Linked DNA regions of Mus musculus: regions 2 and 3 are each linked to region 1. A link is a contact called in public Micro-C and promoter capture Hi-C data. All regions are on one chromosome and are shown on one strand. Each heading gives the region's core, a stretch centred on a gene start, on an enhancer-like site or on the middle of the called end of the contact. The rest is flanking DNA. Distances are from core to core; before and after follow the strand shown. Region 1 holds the start of Ect2 (ect2 oncogene). Region 2 holds the start of Nlgn1 (neuroligin 1). Region 3 holds the start of Fndc3b (fibronectin type III domain containing 3B).

Region 1 (3,198 bases), core at 481-2,980:
CCCATAGAGTGTTTTCTATATTAGGCTTTCTTTACACCCATCTATTATATCTGACTTTCTTTATATTTTTATGTCTAAAGATGTCTGGGCCTCACAGAGCCTGGGCTGGCCTGGAAGTTGGTATGCACCCTAGAATGACCTTGAACTGTAGCTCCCCTCTCTGTGGTGATGGGATTACATCATTCCTCCCAGCCCCCAACTCTGACAGGCTGTGTCTATCCCTTATTCATGCTTTCCCCCAAGCAAATACTTTCTTACACTTAATACAGATTTGCCGAGTAAATAACAACCTGCAGGTGAAGATAGTATCTCTTGTTCATTTCTCACCAAAGGGCTGCCCTCGCTGTAAGAGGCTAAGCTAGCCTTCCTGCACTGCAATCCTACACTCTCACCCAACAGACTGGGAAGCTAGCTCTCCTCGGGCAGGGCACAAAGGAGGCGGCTGCCTTCTACTTTAGTGAGGAGAATGCTTGGAATGCCAGACACACCCCAGTTTAAATTGCAAGCACACTTCTCTGGGCAAGGTCCAGGCCGATTTTTCCTTTCTTCCACTCCAAAGGCTAGTGCGGAATTCTAGTGATTGGCAGGCCATAGATACTGGTAGGCAAAAAACCCTAAAAACCAACCAACCAGACAGACAAAACTATAGATTGTTTTACTCATTCTATGAACTCACCGTAGACTTGTCGAACTGCTTAGGCTGTCAAGAAGTTCTTTTGGTTTTAAAGTAGATTTTGGGCTTAAAGTGAGTTGGCTCAGTGGTTTAAAGCGTTTGTTTCTCACACATAGGCCGTGAGTTTGATTTCCAGCACCCACCTGGTGGTTCATCATTCTCTGTAATTCCAGTCTCTGGGGATCTGGCCTCCTCCTATGTCCAAGGACAGCAGGCACTCACAAATGCACATACGTTCAGGAAAAAATAATATGTATAGGCAAAAAGACACATAAAATTTATCAATCTAAATTTCAAAAGTGCTTTAAAAACCTCTTAATGAGATTTGGGGCCTAGCAACCGATCCAAACACTTGGTAAGGTTTTGAAAGTGAAAAATAATTGTTTTGAGTCCTGGTCTCCTATAGCCTAGGCTGGTCTTGTCCTCCTTAGTACAGGCTTTGAGACCACACCCAGCTAGAAGTGTATGCCTAGGCGACTGTATTATAGAACATTCCATCTAGAAACAAATTTCAAAATAGCAATACTGATCCCAGGGGTAAAACAATCCCTTCTTTTCTAGACTTCCAAGCACAGTCACTAACATTCCTAAGCTGGGAGTTGGGGTGGGGAGGGAGCAACCCACCCAGAAGCAGTTTTGCTTCAGGAGATTCTAAAATCTCCTTATACACTTTTTTATATTAATTACTCAGATGCAAGCTTGTCTTCAAAAATAAAATCTGGTTAGTAGTAAGAGCGGATCGGTTTGCGGTGCTTGGTACTTTTTCTTGAAGTTGGAGGTGATGGCAGAGAGACCGTTCATCAGGAACTGGGCTGTTTACGGAGTAAACAAGCGGTAACCACAGAAACACCTGCTGCATCCAGAGGCGCTGCAGAGCCACGCCTCCTCAAGCCCACATCCGGGCACTCCGCCGACGTTCGCACGCTCCAGCCGTTTACCGGATTTGAAACACACTCACAACCAATCAGCCGGCGCCTCCCGAAGGCAGACGTTGGGATTGACCAATCGGCAGTCCGCCCGAGGTTCCAGCCTATCAAAAGGAGGTTGACAGAGCGCGCCAATCAGCATGGCTCTTAGAGAGAGCGACTGGATTTTTTTGAATCGGAGGCGGCAGCCTCTCTCGAGCCATGGCGGCGCCTGTGAGGGGGAGACTTAGTGTTTGAGAAGGATAAGCGAGGACTGCGCCGTCGTGGTTCCTTTTTAAAATCTCTGAGCGTGGTGAGGACTGCGGGGTGAGTGGGGGACGGGAAGGGATTCGGGAACCCGGAACTGAGCACGGGCCGTGGCGACCAAGGCCGGCGCCCCCGCCGCGGTGAGCTCCCACGGCTGCGTACCTGTCTGTCCCGCTCCCCTCCATCCTCCTTCCCCACATCCGCCTCCTGTCCTGCCCTCTGCTCTCGTCCCGGCCCTTCCTTGCGGGAGGCTGGGCTCTCTATCTATTCTGCTTCTGTCCGGCGCCTCAGGGTGAAGGGCGCAGTTGGGACCGGGATTTTGGCCTCCCGCCCGCCCGCCGCAGCCCCGAGCTGCCTTGATTGTTTTGTGGTTTCCCTCTGGAATTCCTGTAGAATTCCGATTTTCAATTTTTAAAAATATAAAACACAGGCCGCCCCGCCCCTTCCTGGCCACAGATGTGTGTGGTTAGCGGTTAACTTAGCTCCCTCAGTTAGACCCGGCTAGGAGTCGCTGTGTGAGCAACTTCCTTAGCCACAAACTGGATATGACAGTGACATTTGTCTTTTAGGATGGCTGCAAGCGTTAAAAAGTGGCAAGGGAAAGATTTAAGATAGTGACTAAAATATTGAGCTCTAAGTAAATGAGAATCGCTAATTGCACTGTTATCAATAACGTATACACTATTGTAGTTTGGGTTCCTTACTCTGGTGTGACGTGTTTATGGAAAAAAAAAAGGTTTATTTAAAAGAAAAGCTGAAATGACTATTTGTTTAAAAGAATCCATGTGTTTGTGAGACAAGATCTCAGGTACCCCAGCATAGACTTGAATTGTGGAGCCTAGGGTGACAAGGAACTCTGTCTGCCTCTACCCCCTCTTCTGGGTGCTCGGATTACAGGTGTACTTTCACCTTACCTGGTTTCTGAGGTGCCCGCGGATGACTTCATGCACACTGACTGCAGCTGAGTCACATCCCGAGTCAAAGATAGATTGTTTTTATGATCACGATTCCGTTGTGTTTATTTTTAAAAGGTCTGTAGAATATGTGAAAAGGAAGAAAGTGACCTGGTGCACTTAAGTTTGCGGTGATGTTGGGTGCTAGATGCTGGTTGTATCACTAGTGTAGCGTGTAGCTCTTTTGCTGTATATTATGGAGCTGTTTTGGTAATAAATGATCTGTGTATTTAAGCATTTCCAGTGTTTTGGGGTGTAGTGAGAAAGGGTTTAGTTATGTATCTCCTCCCTCTGTTTTGTGGGTGCTGGAATTTTAGGCCACACATTGTCAGTTGTTTGGTGATTTTTTTTTTTAAGAGGATCATGTAAACTAAAAGTATCCTTAAAGGTGCATTGTAAA
Region 2 (3,198 bases), core at 410-2,909, 1.0 Mb after region 1:
TTTGCATACATATTTCAGACCCAACTTTTCAAGTTCTGTGAATAAAGTGTAGTGATATTTAATAATAATTTTATTTGTATTATAGATTAATTTATGATATTGAATCTTCCATCTAGGAACATATGCATTTGTTGATTTATTTTGAATTTTAATAGATAAATTAACCATAGGCAAAGTTACTGCTCAAAGTCACATAGCCAATTAACAGCAAAACTAGTGGTAGAAGAAATGTCTCCTGACTCTTTAACAGTTCACACACTTAAAGGCTTAATTATTTAGTCAGTTAAGAAAAATTTTCTAGTTTTTGCAGCTACAGAACCCATCAGCATGAAAGAGAATCCAACTTCTGTATTTTACCAGGCCCTTGATAATCAAAGTGTTCTCAGAGGGCTTGTTAAAATTGGAGAATCTCAGTCCTAAAGACCTAGAATCTTCATTTTAAAAAGATTGCTGGCTTATTGATAGACACTGTTTGTGAGACTATGCGGAATACTGCTTTGCCAAAGAGGCCTGAAATTCACAGCATTGATTCCTTTCTTTGGAATCTCTCAGAACTCCTGGTGCTGATGCAGAGGCCGCTGAACTCTAAAGGTTTCAAGAAAGCATCCAGGAAACCTGGGTCATGATGGTCAGGTGTTGCCCTTTCTCTGCACTCAGACGTTGTGCCTGCTTTTCTGAGCAGACATAAAAAAATCCAAGATAATGGGTTGGAGAAATGGCTTCACAATGAGGGTGCTTACTGCTTTTATAGATAACCCAAATTTTAGTATGCTTGCTGGATGGCTTTCAAAGGCCTATCTCTCTTGCTCTAGGGCATGACTTCTGCCCTCCTTAGGCATCTGCACACACAGGGAGCATGTGCATAGGTGCATGAACATCTATGAGTAAAATGATAAACATACACATATATTCCAAATAAATCTCATTCCAAAATGAGAGCTGGCAAGATAGCTCAGTGGGTAAAAATGCTTGACATCAAACTGAAGGTGTGATTTAGGTCCCCAGGGTCCATTAAATAGAGGGAGCTGAAGAGACTCCTGAAAGTTATACTCTGACTTCCATACATAGGTCCTGGCATATGTGCTTGCACATGCAACTTTCTGCATGCATATACACACAGATAAAAAGTAGATTTAATTGAAGATATTTTAAAATTCCAAATGATAAAATATTATCTAGATAATCCTTTATTATATTTATTCAAAGGAAACAAAAGGTTAAATGGTTTTCTGAAACAATACATTTCAAAAGAACAGAATTGTGTGTGTGTGTGTGTGTGTGTGTGTGTGTGTGAGCGCATGTGCATGCTAACTGCTAACTATGGGTGTTTAGGAAACAAATATATTTCCTTGAAATCATAGTGCTTCCCTAAGTTGACATATTAGCTACTAAATGTTATTGGGGAAAAACTTTAAATGTCGAAAAGACCTTCAGTTTTCCAGTAAAAGGCAAAACCCATCCTACCTGTTTAGTAGACAGCTTCATTTTACTCGTAGTGATTGGAGTTCAGCACCCTGGTTACTATAACAGCAAGTTATTCCTAGATGCCAGGGGACCAAGAAGGGGGTGGAAAAGGTGAAGAGGGGATGGAGGAAAAAAGTGAATTCCCTGCAATATCGCCGCGAGCCACTAGGGGTACCTTTGTATCATTTTTCATTCTGCACCGATTTGGAGTAGAAACCTGTATTAGGGGAAAACCAGGGTCCTCGGCATTTTTTTCTTTTCTTTCTTTCTTTTTTTTCTTTTGCGAGCAGTGCACCCAGAATCCAAAAAGATTTTTAAAAAATTAAAAAAGGCAGGAAGGAAAGAAGAAAAGGAAAGGAAAGAAAGAAACCACAGCCCTTCGGTAACCCGGATAGGGCTACGGAATCGTTCTACTGGACGCGAGCACTGGGGATTCATCTTTGAGGTCAATTTCCAATCGAGATAAATCTATTGGATTAGTAGGATTATCTGATCGCAGCTCAAAGAAGTAACGTTGTTTGATCGTTTGTATTTCTTGCCTGATGGTAGGAATTACACGGATGCGGCTTTGGTTCTCCAGGATTCTGGATCCTGGCAGCATCTGGAGAGAAAAAAAGCATCAATCCACACGTTTAGGAAGTGTCCGTGGGTGAATAACGAGGGAGGGGGAGGTGGATCTGGGGTTGCGGCTGCTTAAAGAAAAAAAAAATAAATAAATAAAGGAAGCATCTTGAATTCTGAAACAAGAATTACCCAGTTCCAGAGGTTGAAAAGAAAGCATCTGCAAACTGGTAAATACTTTGACCGTTTCGGCTTGAATTTGACGGGAAGTGTTGGTAAAACTGTCTCCTTGAATAATGGAAAGAGGACTGGGGGAAGATGAGGGGGCTCCCTCGGTGGACGTGTCTTCCTGAGGGTAAGTTTGTGCCTCTTTCCTCGGGAGAGGGCTGCGGGTTTGGGTATCACTGTGCGGAAGGGGTTGCAGACGCGGCGCCGGAGAAATGGGGCGAGCAGGCTGGAAGCCCACCTCGCGCATCTCCCAGGCATCGCGACCTCTCCGCTCGCACCGAGCTTCAAAACCTGGGTTTTGTGGCGTCAGTGGGGAAGCCAAGCAGCCTTCTGCCTCTCAACTTTGCCTTGGGGGGAAAAAAAAATCTCTCAGTAAGGAGATCCCTCTTGGACCAGGAGATTTTTCTCTTAGAGATACTTTAAGGAGAGGAGGCAGCCAGTGCTTTAGAAAATCCTGCTTGGGGGGTTGGGGGAGAGCTCCGGTCTTCATTATGCTGCCTCGGCCCAGTTTCCCAGGCTGTCTAAGCTTCTTGGGGGAATGCTGGGGATGCAGTCAGCAAGAGGATGGCCTTTTTCATAAGCTCCGATGTTCCCACCCTCTGTTTCTTTCTGCCTTTCCCCACCACCTCCTTCTTTCGGTCGGGCACTAAAGGGTTACAGTCGCTGCATCTGGTCCTGGAGAAAGAAGTAGGATTCTGCCACTCAGGTTATCTTGTGACTGCCTTTTAGGACTTTGCATAATACAGTCAGTCTTAACTTTCTTGAGTTAGATGAGCTTCTTTGCAGTATTTCCGCCCAGGGCCCAGGCTGAGTGCACCGGGCATCGGGCATCGAGCCACCTTTAGGATTTTAGCTTGCTTCCCTCTGCTCCTGACTCCTAGTTTCTCTTTCCCAGGGAGCTGTGAGTGCTTGCGTTTCTAGCGATTTTCTTGCAACTGAATTTAG
Region 3 (3,198 bases), core at 361-2,860, 560 kb before region 1:
CAGGAATATAGTATATATTTAATTCATACACAATCGATAGCTAGTAGATCCTTTTGCATTTGACACATACAATCCAGATAAATGACAAGAAACAGTCTTTAGGGGCAACAAGATAGCTCAGTGTGTAAAGACACTTGCCCACCGTGTCTGACAACCAGAGTTGGAGTCCCAGAACCCGTGTAAGGTAGACAGGACTTTTAAGTTTCTAAAACTCACACAAAAACCATGGCATGTGTATACCTGAGGTCACACACACATTCATTTTTACAATAGAAATAAAGTATGCCCAAACTAAATATTAATAAAAACTAGAAGGAACTGTCTTTAGTCTTTCGAGTAAAGATGTCTAGCCGGAACTGAAAGGGACAATAGACATTTAAATTTTGGTATCATAAAATTTGCTTATGCAAAATGCTGTGGGAAGTTAAAAGAATAAAAAAAAAATCACTGAAAGATTCTTCTGGGAATTACAATTGGAAAAGGAAATATGTGTTATAAGTGAAAAATAACAAGTCAGCTTTAGTAATTACTGAGCAAATACTGCATTTGCAGTGATGATTCCAGAATCTCATTCAGAGTCTCCCAGTTCTCTTCAGCTCAGACAAGAGAAGCCCCGCTGTGTGTAGCCTGGCTTGGCTTATGGTAAAGGGAGGCCTCGCCGAGCTACCGCGAGCTTGCTCTTGTAGTTGCGCGTGTACTGGGAGGCTTACGGCAGTGGGCGGGGCCCGAATCCCCATGTGGTCCCGACATCATTGACATGGCGGAATCCCCCATCAAACCCTCCTGGTAGTTATTTGAGCAGCGGCGGCGGCCGGAGGAGGCGGCGGAGAGCAGCGGCGGGAGCGGCGCAGGGGACGGCGGGGATCCCGCGGGCGGCTGGCTGGGACGGCGTGGGCGACCCGGATTGCGGGCACCCGGAGCCCCGTTTCAGCCTGAGGGGAGGTAAGGCGTGCGGGAGCGGCGGCGGGCTGCCGGGGGACGTGCCACCCACAGTCGCTCTCGGGTCCCTGCGCTTCGGAGCCCGGCCGGACTCCGAGTCTGCACGAGTGCGCTCCCGGCCCCGGAGCACTCGGGGATGCCCGAGGAAAACTTGGCTGCCGAGTCCCGGTCGCGCCCCGACCGCTCGGCTGCCCGAAGCTCCCGGCCGGGTAGGGGGCGACCCCTCCAGCCCCCGCTCGCTCGGGAAGAAAGCGGAGGATGCGGGGCTCGCAGTTCCCCTCCTCCCCGGGCCGTCGCTCCGAGGAATCCGCTCCCCCGCCCAGATCCCCGCGGCAGGACCGCTGCCTGGGAGGGGGAGGGCGCGCGGCCAGGCCGAGGAATCTTCGACGTGTCACTTTGGGAGGCTGTAGATTTCCATATGGTGGAGGGAGGAGGGCGTGCGTGCGCGCAGAGCTGGGATTCGGGGCTGCCTTGGCCCCCTTGGGGGTGCCGGGCTGTGACCCGGGACCCGGGATGCTCGCGGGGAGGGTCCCTGGGCGACCGGTCGCCCCCGCCCCCGCCGGGGCCTCTTGGGGACACTCCCCGCCCGCCTCTGGCCACCTCTGCGCGCCACGTCCTCCCTCCCCGTCCTGCCCCCTGGGCTCCCCCCGGGCTGGGGGCGGGAACCGGCGGCCGCGGCTGGACTCGGCGAGCCAGGCGGCTGCAGGCTCGGGCGGGGGAGCGGGGCGCGGCGGGAAGCAGAGGACGACCCGGTGCGTGTGGGCCAGCGGAGCGCGGGTCAGTCGGTCAGGCTCGAGGGGCGCCCCTGCCGGGGGTGGGGCGGCCGGGAGACCCAGCGGGTGGAATCCGCGCCCCGAGGCGGCGGGCGGGCTGGGCGGGCCGCGGGGACCGTCTGGTTCGGATGGCAGGCAGGAACGAGCTGCCGTGGGAAGGGCCTGTCAGTCCTCGCGGAAAGCGGGGCCCGGGGCCCGGGGCCGTGACCGCCTAGCGTCCCCAGCGCCCGGCCTGGGGAGCCTGGGGGACTCTGCGAGCGTCCCGGGAGACCTGGCTGGGCCGCCGGGCGGCGCCGCTGGCCGGGCGCCTTCCCGGAGAGAACGGCTGGGGTTGGAGATTTTTCGAATCTCGGCTCCCACCCGGCGATCCCAGACGAAGGAAGCACTGGCATTTTATCCAGACAGTGCGGATTGCAGACTTCCTTAAAAGTTACAACTTTTTATTTTCTTTTCTCTCAGGCCCAGCGTTTTCTTTAAACAAAATGTAGAATTTGGCCGCGATGAGGCTGACGCTGGGGCCAAAAATGCACACGTTTATCTCCATCCCGGCTAGTCCCCCTCCCCCTCTTCCCTCCCAGGCTTAATCATATTTTGGAACTGGCGAGGGCTTTTGTTGGGTGGGCACCCTTGATTGCTTGTCTGTTTATTTTTTAATGTGCAACTAATTTGATTTGAATTTCCTCCAGTTTCCAGGCCTTACTAGGAGAAGCTAGGGGAGAGGGAATGTGCCATTTTTTTTTCTTTTTTTTATAAATGTGGCAAGAGGTGGGGCATTGGGAAAGGGGAGGCACCCTGGTTGTGGCAGAGAGTTAGTAGGAGCAGACAGACCCGGAAGAAAAGGAATCCATTCTGGAATAACATTCTTTTTTAAAACAACAACAAAACAGTACAAAAGAAAGTCAGGTTTTGAGCAAAATTTCACTGCTCTGTTCAGATTTGAGTGCGTGGCGCTCCCGCATCTCCAAGTATCGGCTGGGACCCTGGGAACTTGAGTTATGCCACACAGCGCATGCATGCATAGCAACTCTGACCTGGTTTTGTGACTGGTGTGGGGGCTGTTGGTTCGCTCCTCGTTGGAGGCTGACTGTGGATGCAGTAAAGACTGGGTTCAGTAAATTTCCTGGCTCCCTGGGAGCAGCTGTTGAAGAGGGTAAAGTCCCTGGACATGCTTCTGGCCAGGAGGGCCAACCGGAGTTCATGCTTACCGAGACGCGAGATACGCGGCAGCCTGGCTAAAAGTGAGGCCTCGTTGATTATTGTTTTAAAAAGTTGCTCTCTTAGTATTGTCCTTAAACTTGCATGTGCTTTTCAAGCATTTTATTTTGATGCTTATGAGAAAAAGCGTTTGTGTGACAAGATCGTGTTCCTTTAGCATCTGTTAGCACTGTCGAGATCTTGTAGGGTGGGGGCTGGTAGCATCTAATGACAGTATATACAGTTCCAGAAAGACATTTTGGTAATCTTTTAAGACCCTTTAAAAATAGCT

The links. Promoter capture Hi-C pulls out the DNA fragments that hold promoters and counts their contacts. Hi-C and Micro-C count contacts between places; a contact is called where the count stands out from the background.
Region 2: a contact with region 1 is called in a promoter capture Hi-C map of hippocampal neurons, with 4 times the contacts expected there. The contact joins the promoter of Nlgn1 here to the promoter of Ect2 in region 1. A contact is called at or near these places in 1 of 39 promoter capture datasets (hippocampal neurons) and 1 of 115 datasets of contacts at active chromatin or transcription factors (astrocytes).
Region 3: a Micro-C map of embryonic stem cells shows a contact between it and region 1, with 8 times the contacts expected there. The contact joins the promoter of Fndc3b here to the promoter of Ect2 in region 1. A contact is called at or near these places in 2 of 39 promoter capture datasets (liver and pre-B cells), 2 of 484 Hi-C or Micro-C datasets (both in embryonic stem cells) and 1 of 9 other capture datasets (adipose tissue).

What each region holds. Positions count from the first base shown.
Region 1 is chr3:27,152,410-27,155,607 of GRCm38.p6, reverse strand. It overlaps Ect2 (ect2 oncogene), which reads left to right and starts at 1,730. Exons shown (of 24, transcript NM_001177626.1): 1 at 1,730-1,905. It overlaps 1700125G22Rik (RIKEN cDNA 1700125G22 gene), which reads right to left and starts at 1,582. Exons shown (of 3, transcript NR_040548.1): 1 at 1,298-1,582; 2 at 677-868.
Region 2 is chr3:26,152,447-26,155,644 of GRCm38.p6, reverse strand. Nlgn1 (neuroligin 1) reads left to right here and starts at 1,659. Exons shown (of 6, transcript NM_001357096.1): 1 at 1,659-2,380.
Region 3 is chr3:27,708,864-27,712,061 of GRCm38.p6, reverse strand. It overlaps Fndc3b (fibronectin type III domain containing 3B), which reads left to right and starts at 1,610. Exons shown (of 26, transcript NM_173182.3): 1 at 1,610-1,716.